Linked DNA regions of Sus scrofa: region 2 is linked to region 1. A link is a contact called in public Hi-C data. All regions are on one chromosome and are shown on one strand. Each heading gives the region's core, a stretch centred on a gene start, on an enhancer-like site or on the middle of the called end of the contact. The rest is flanking DNA. Distances are from core to core; before and after follow the strand shown. Region 1 holds the start of FAM43B (protein FAM43B). Region 2 holds the start of PINK1 (serine/threonine-protein kinase PINK1, mitochondrial).

What was found. Hi-C and Micro-C count contacts between places; a contact is called where the count stands out from the background.
Region 2: a Hi-C map of skeletal muscle shows a contact between it and region 1, with 2.1 times the contacts expected there. The contact joins the promoter of PINK1 here to the promoter of FAM43B in region 1. A contact is called at or near these places in 3 of 47 Hi-C or Micro-C datasets (epiblast stem cells, liver and skeletal muscle) and 1 of 2 datasets of contacts at active chromatin or transcription factors (skeletal muscle).

Annotation. Positions count from the first base shown.
Region 1 is chr6:78,785,016-78,789,207 of Sscrofa11.1, reverse strand. It overlaps FAM43B (protein FAM43B), which reads right to left and starts at 2,505. Exons shown (of 1, transcript XM_003356177.4): 1 at 1-2,505. The coding sequence starts at 663.
Region 2 is chr6:78,860,558-78,864,593 of Sscrofa11.1, reverse strand. PINK1 (serine/threonine-protein kinase PINK1, mitochondrial) reads right to left here and starts at 1,399. Exons shown (of 8, transcript XM_021095478.1): 1 at 910-1,399. The coding sequence starts at 1,305.

The sequences.
Region 1 (4,192 bases), core at 1,256-3,755:
GTGCTGCTGGCGCACGTGGCGCGCGTCGCTCTGGCGCTGCAGGCGCTTGAAGTCGCTGAAGGCCGCCAGCGCGGTCTGGCGGAGCAGGCGGGCCAGGGCGCGCGCCTTGTGCGCCCGCGCCAGCAGCACGGCGTGGCAGCGCAGCACCACGGCCTTGTGGCGCGCCTGGTGGCGGTAGACCCAGGCGAAGACGCGCGGGTGGCGCCCGTCCGCGGTGCAGTAGGTGATGCGCGGCAGCAGGTAGGCGTGCGCCGGCCTGCGGCTCCCGGAGCCCCCCGAGCCGCCGCGCTCGCACGGCTGCATGCGGATGCCGTGCGGCCCCAGCGTCAGCTTCATCTTGGTGCCCCCGCCCGGCCCACAGCGCGCCCAGATCTTGCCCACGGCGTCGTCGGTGCAGCCGTCGCCCTTAGCGTGCAGGGTGACGGCGTTGCCTAGGTACCACACGGTGTAGGTCGGGTCCTCCCTGTTGAGCTCCACTTTCTGGCGCCGGCTGCGGAACACGCGGCCCAGTCGTTCCAGCGGCCAGTCGGGCAGCAGGTCCGGGCAGGAGCGCAGGAAGCTGGAGAGCAGCGACGTGTAGGCGAGCCCCGGGCTCAGGCTCTTTGCCTTGCACTTGGCCTCGTCCTCCACCAGCACGAATTTGTTACGTCTCCAGGGCAGCATCGCGGCGGTGGCCGGAGGGGCTGGGGGCGCCGGGAGCTCACCGGCGTGCTGCCCAGCGGCCGGGGGAGGGGAAGGAGCGCAGAAGCCAGCGGCCTCGGGCTTGCGGGAAGCAGGGGACGCTGGAGACAGTCGGTGCCCGGAGATGCCCAGTGCCAGACAAGGCTAGTTAGCTTCGCAGATGCCCGGTGCCCAGCCGGGCTGGCAGCCGAGATGCCCTGGCGGCGGCCGAGCGTCCGGGAACAGCTTCCCCCGCGAGTCGCTCCAGCCGTCCGGGAAGCAAGGAGGGGCAGGGGCTGGGCGGGGTGGAGGCGCCCCTCAGGCCCGACTAGGGGGGATCCCGAGGGTCCCGCCGCCCAGATCGCCGCGGCAGGGAGGTCGCCAGAGCCGGGGCTGGCGGCTGGCTGCTCGGAGGGGTAGACCGAGAGCGCGACTGCGGTGGGAACTCCTTCAGGCGTCGCGGCTCCACCTCCCCGGGCTGCCTACATCACCGGGCGGGACCGCTAGCTCTCTTGTCCCCTCCTCTCGCCCTTCTCTCTCTCCTCCCCCGCGCAGGCTAGCACTGCTTTTCACCCGAGACCCAGCACAGGCGCGGTGGATCGGGTTTAATCGTTATTGTCGGAGGGGAAGGGGTGGAGCGGGAGGTTAACGAGTAGGAACAGCCTGAAATGTACCGGGGGGCTTTGCCAATGCAGACTTCTCAGGTCTCAAGGGTGGTCTCTGAGCATCTCTTGGGGCGTTCGGTATCCCCCTCCTCTCTTTCTAGGATTCCTACTGCCCCTCACCCAAAGCACGTCCCCACCCCCATCTCTGAGAGTGAGTTTGGGTGGGTTCCTGATGGGGCTAGCCTGGCTCGCTTTACCTCCTGTCTGCACAGCAGAAAGCCAGCTGAGGTGGCCGAGCAGTGCAGTGGAAAAGTACTGTCGCTTGGTGAAGCTTTCTCCCAGGTTCTCCCAAGGTCGTGGGCCAGGCGGCTGCGCCTGAGCTGGGAGACCAGTCAAGTCTCCAGCGGCTGGAAGTCCCCCTGGCCTGGACGGAAGCCGGGAGGGTACTCTGTGAGGGTGGGGAACCTTCCAGAGCCATCCTGGGTCTGCGGGAATTGCAGATCAAAAGCTCCTTTGGCCCGAAGGGCAGCCTCTGGACTCTCCCAGGATTAAAGCCATACCACTCCAGTGTGTGAACTCCGGGTCACCACCAACTCTTGGGTTTTGCATTCATTATCTCCTCATCTCAGGACAGCCCAGGCTCAGTTAAGTGACTTGCCCAAGATCTCAGGGCTGATAGAGTTGGAACTAGGGCTCCACTCAGACTTGGGTCACCTACAAGAGGGTCCTCACTCTTCGGTGGGTCTATCGTATTCCTGTTCAGGGCATATGGATCATGGGGCATTTTCCATCCTCCCCTGAGACCCATTAGTGGGGGCTCTTACAAGGGGGGTTCTAGTGTCCTGGGAAAGAGACAGTTGTCCCTGGGTGGGGGGACACTTCCCCCCTTTCAGGGTTTATTAAACCATAAGCTCCCTAGAATCCCAGGACCACTCTGATGGGGGCCCAGGAGGCTCCCACAGAGGCAACCCCCAAACCCTCTTCTTGGCTTCAGAAGAGGTCATCTGGGTAGCCTTCCAGATCAGGAATGAGCCCAGAGGCTTGGGCTAGGCCAGGCCAAACCAGGTGACCTCCCAGAGTGGGGACAGTGGGAAAATGATATGTCCCACAGCCGGGCAACATTCATCCTCGGCCAGCCAACTGGGCTCAGAATCCTTGGGGGGAATAAAAGCAAAACCCCCCACAAAGCTACATTACTGAGTGCTCCTAAAATGATATACATGGGAGTTCCTGTTGTGGCCTAGTGGGTTACAAACCTGACATAGTGTCTGTGAGGATGCGGGTTTGATCCCTGGCCTTGATCAGCGGGTTGTGGATCCAGCATTGCCACAAGCTTCCGCATAGTTCACAGATGTGGCTGGAATCCAATGTTGCTGGGGCTGTGGCCTAGACCGGCAGCTGCAGCTCCTATTCGACCCCTAGCCTGGGAATTTCTTTATGCCACAGGTGCAGCCCTAAAAAGCAAAACAAACAAAAAAAGACATGCAAATACAGAGCAGGACATTACTTAGCATTGCAGGATCTTAGCTTTGGAGGGGGCCTCCATGGCAGCCTCATTACAACATGGAAAGTTCTTTTTTCTTGTTGCTGATTACAAAAGTAACACAATGCTTGTGGTAAAAACAAAAATGAAAAAACACTCAAGAAGGACATGGAAGTCTCCCCACCGTTCCCCACCTCATAGCTATGGCCTCACTTCTCCAGGACAGACCAGGCTCTAGAGGTACAATGATCAGCCCTCTGGACCTCACAGCCTTGGGTCCTCCACCCCACAACCTTCAGGAGGCAGTAGAAGCTGCCAGTCTCAACTTACAAGGCTGAGACCCCGCCAAGCTTTTTTTTTTTTTTGTCTTTTTTGCTATTTCTTGGGCCGCTCCCGAGGCATATGGAGGTTCCCAGGCTAGGGGTCGAATCGGAGCTGCAGCTGCCAGCCTACACCACAGGCACAGCAACGTGGGATCCAAGCCGCGTCTGCAACCTACACCACAGCCCATGGCAACGCCAGATCCTTAACCCACTGAGCAAGGCCAGGGACTGAACCTGCAACCCCATGGTTCCTAGTCGGATTTGTTAACCACTGCGCCACGACAGGAACTCCGACCCCTCCAAGCTTTTTGAAGGCATAGCCTCCTGGGGTTGCTAGAGTTAACATATAATGACACAGGAACTCCAGTTAAATTTGAATTTCAGATCAGCAACCATTTTTTTTTTTTGTGTGTGGTCTAAGTGTATCCTGAGCCTTGCATGCATTTGATCCAGGAACTAAACTCTTGCCTCCCAGAGAACAGGAAGGGATGGAAGCGCTGCAGCAGGGGTGGAATGTTGCTGGCTTGGGAGCCTCCCTAGGCTCACTCACCTAGTCCTGCTTTGGTTCTGTTCCCACTGCTTTTGGAATATCCTCTGTTTCAGAGGGAGGGGCGTTTAGCCAGGACCGTGAGAGATCACATAGTCTCTTTAGTCTTCTGGGCCACAGAGCAGCATTTGACATTTGTTAGCCATTTCCTTACCCTGTGGACAATTCACCTTGGCCTTCTCGGATCCATGGGTTGAGGATCCGGTGTTGCTGTAAGCTTCCGTGTAAATTACAGATGTAGCTCAGATCTGGTGTTGCTGTGATGTGGGTGGCAGCTGCAGCTCTGATTTGACTCCTGACCCAGGAACTTCCAAATGCCCCAGGTACGGCCATAAAAAGAAAAGAAGGAAAAAAAAAAAAAGGAGTTCCTGTTTTGGCTCAGCAGAAACACATCTGACTAGTACCAATGAGAATGTGGGTTTGATCCCTGGCCCCACTCAGTGGGTTAAGGATCCAGCATTGCCGTGAGCTTCAGTTTAGGTTGCAGATGTGGTTCAGATACCACATTGCTGTGGTTCTGGCGTAGGCCGGCAGCTGCCGCCCTGATTCAACCCCTAGCCTGGGAACTTCCATG
Region 2 (4,036 bases), core at 150-2,649, 76 kb before region 1:
TTACGGGGACCAGAGGAGACAGGTTGGGGGGGGGGGATACGCTGGGGGTTTGGGATGGCAATGTAAAATTAGGCTGTGACAGATTCTTTATAAGCCTAGCACCTCCTCACAGTCAGGGCTGGTGCCATCTTGAGCTCAGCCACCCTCTGACGCCTTAATAAACGCTTTTGCTTTACAAATAAATAAATAAAATTAGGCTGTAATTATGGTTGCACAACTATAAATACAATGAAATTCATTGAATAAAAATAAAGCAGGTCTGCTATCTTCTCTTGCTGTTCTTGGTTTTTGCTGAAGCTTCAGATCTGTCATTAATATCAGTCACTGTGTCACTTCTGATTTGGCTAAACTGTGGAAGGAGCCTGGCTGGAGCAGTGGTTAACGGCACAGGCTTTGTAAAATCAGACTTGGGGCACTGCCCTTTATGAGCTGTGTGACTTTCAGCAATTTACACCACCTTTCACTTCTCTGAGTGTGTTTCCTCATCCATAAATTAGGGATGACAACCAACCACAGGAATATAAGTATTATGTCTTAGTTGTCCTTAAATTTCTGAAAATTTACAGAAAGTTATTGGCCAAGGTGCAACATGAGTGGTTATTAACATAACTTCCAAAATATGCTGTTTGAAGGAAGGGAAAACAGTAAAAAGTGAGCTGTTAAGCCCCAGGTCAGGAGATCAGTGACATCGAAAATGAGCCTTAATCAGTGATGTCAAGGAATTTCCAGCTCGGACAAAGGTAAACCCTGACCCAGGGCCCCAAATCAGTTAATGCCTCCCAGCTCCGCCTTCACCACGCCCACACTTAGCCCCACCCCACACCCACCCAAGACCCGCCCACACACTTAGCCCCGCCCGCAGCCCGACTCCCGCTCCCGCTCCGACCCCCGCCCGCGGCCGGCGCTCACCTGGATCTCATGACAGGCGGAGGCCGCCCGCCGACCCTCCGCTTGCTTCTCCTCAATGAGGCCCAGCCCCAGCCCGAAGGCCAGAAAGACAGCCCGGCCGCAAGGGCCCGCGCCGCCCCGGGCCCGCACTACGAACTGTCGCTGGAGCCGCGCCGCCAGCCCGGCCACTGACTGGCGGAAGAAGCGGTAGCGGCCGGGGAGCCCGAGCGCGAGCCTGCGCGGCTCCGCTCCGGGTCCCGCGGCAGGGCCAGGGCGCTCTCCGCGGCCCCAGCCCGCCGCTGGGCCCGGGCGTTCGGGCCGCCCCCAGGCATAGGTCGGGCCAGGCTTGGCTGTGAAGCGCAGCAGCAGCGCTCGGCCTAGCTGCAGGCCCCGGCCCAGAGCCTGTCGCACCACCATGGTGCCGCGGCTGGGTCTCCTCCGAGCCGCAGGAGGCCGGGACGCCTGTCACAACAACAAACTTCGGGTCGGCGCCTTTGCGCAGGCGCGGGCGCCAATGGGCGGGGCCGCCTCTCTGGCTGTTTCTCCGCTGTGCGCGCACGAGGGCGCTGTTCGCGCATCTGCGCGGCGGGTAGTTTCTTGCTCTTGCACCCAGGATCTAAAGATTGCATTGTCAGGGAGATCCTGTCAACATCCTTGGTTCTGGGCAAAATCGAGAAATTGAGAAGAGAAATGAATAATTATTACCCCTTACCGACGGTGCCAGAATCTACGTTTGTTAATTTTCCTACCAATGAGATAGGAAGGTCGTTTTTATAGATAAGAAAACTGAGGAAAAAGAAAAAAACAGGGCAGTGACAGTCCAAGGTCATATGCAGTATCAGAGCTGAGGTTAAAGTTTGCATTGCCCTGATTGCTGAGTCCTTGCCCCTGATGCCCTTCCACTCGTCTCAACAAGCCCACAGGCCCCGGAGAGAAATCTCACCCTTAGGCCACTTTTTTCAGATTAGTGAACAGAGTCCCTGAGATGTGGATCAACTCACAAAGTCACACAGCATGTTGGTGGTAGAGCCTTGTTACCCAAAGCTGCTGTTGGAATGGCTGATAAGGAATTTGTACTGAGTGATTTTTCTTTCTTTCTCTTGCCTTTTTTAAAAAGAGAATTTACAAATACAATAATGGAAAACTATAGTGAACCCCATGTACCCAATTATCCAGTTTCAACAATTATCAACAAATAGTCATTATTTAGTCACCTGTGCATATCTTCCTACTTTCCATTCTCCCATCTTTAAAGCAAATCCCATATATCATATCATTTCATTTATAAATACTTAAATATCTATTGAGAGAGAACTATTTTTTTACAAAACATAAATGATATTGTCACCTCTAAAAATATTACCATTAACTTCACAATATCATTTACTATCCAATCAATATTCAGATTTCCCTGTTGTTTTATTTTACAGTTGTTCAAATTGGGATCCAGACAAGATCTACATGATTTATTTGGTCAGTGGGTTATTCTTTAACAAGGAACCAAGCCTTCCCCAGGCTAAGGAGGTATATTTTGTGGTGCTGCCATTTAAAAAAACGTTCCTGTAATCATGAGTACCTCCAATCTCCTTACCCTTAAGGCTGGTTGTGGGTAAGAGGCCCTGGAAGAGATGTTAAAATGTTTTTGAAGGTATGGCCATGTGTCACAGATGACCTTCAGGGCAAGGGGACCTTCGTCTAGCCTGAGACCCACCTCAGCATTTCTTGAATAGAAAGACACAGTCTAACCTATTTATTTCAGGACTCATTTGCGACCTTTAGCACAGCCCTGTTTCTGGGCTGTAAAGTTGTAAGAAAGAATGAGAGTAAATAGGAATAAAAACAAGGCAACTGCAGAAAGATCCACTTTGAATTGGTGAAATTTTTTTTTTTTTTGGTCTTTTTGTCTTTTCTAGGGCTGCACCCGAACCACATGGAGGTTCCCAGGATCAGGGTCTAATCTAAGCTGTAGCTGCTGGTCTACGCCACTGCCAAAGCAACGTGGAATCTGAACCGAGTGTGCGACCTACACCCAGCTCATGGCAGCACCCGATCCTTAATCCACTGAGCAAGGCCAGGGATCGAACCCACAACCTCATGGTTCCTAGTCAGATTCGTTAACCACTGAGCCACGATGGAAACTCCAGTGAGTTTAAACATGTCAAAACCAGTATAGGAATACTTCCTAGTGACTCAACATTTTGAGGATCCGGCGCTGTCACTGCTGTGGCGTGGGTTTGATCCCTGGCCCGGGGAAAGTTGCATGCTGTGGGTGTAGCCAAAAAAGAAAAAGAAAGAAACCAGTATATACATTGAATGAGAAGCTGGTAATGTTACTCCTAGGTATAGACCCCTAGAAAAGCATATGTAATTTACCCGAGAATGTTTATAGCAAGACTATTCCACATAGTGTAAAACTGGAAACAACTCAAATGGCCATCTCTATAGTAGACTGGAAAATTGTGGTATATTCACCCAATGGAATACTAAACAGCCATGAGAGTGTCTACAACTATAGAGTCCTGGGACGTTGTTTCCTGATCCGTTTATGTGATGAAAATTCTCCTAAAAGTACATTTTGATTTGTGCATTTTTCTGTGTGTAGTATTTAGGTAAACATTTTACTTAATGCTTTTTTAACATAATGAAAGCCTTTCTGAAAAATTCAGGGAGTTCCCATTGTGGCTCAGTGGTAACGAACAGGACTAGGATCCCTGAGGATGTGAGTTTCCATCCCTGGCCTCTCACATTTGGTTAAGGATCCGGTGTTGCTCTGAGCTGTGGTGTAGATCACAGATGCAGCTCAGATCTGGTGTTGTGGCTGTGGCATAGGCTGGCAGCTATAGCTCTGATTCAACCCCTAGCCTGAGAACTTCCATATGCCGTGGGTGTGGTGCTAAAAAAAAAAAGAAAAGAAAAATTCAGTCTATTTTATCACCAGGGAACCCTCCCCACTGGTAACCACTAGTTTGTTTTCTGTATCTGTGAGTTCTGTTTCTTTTTTGTTATATTCACTAGTTTGCTTTATTTTTTAGATTCCACATAAAAATGAGATCTTAGAGGAGTTCCCATCGTGGTTCAGCGGAAATGAATCCAACTAGGAACCATGATATTTCGGGTTTGATCTCTTGTCTCGCTCAGTGGGTTAAGG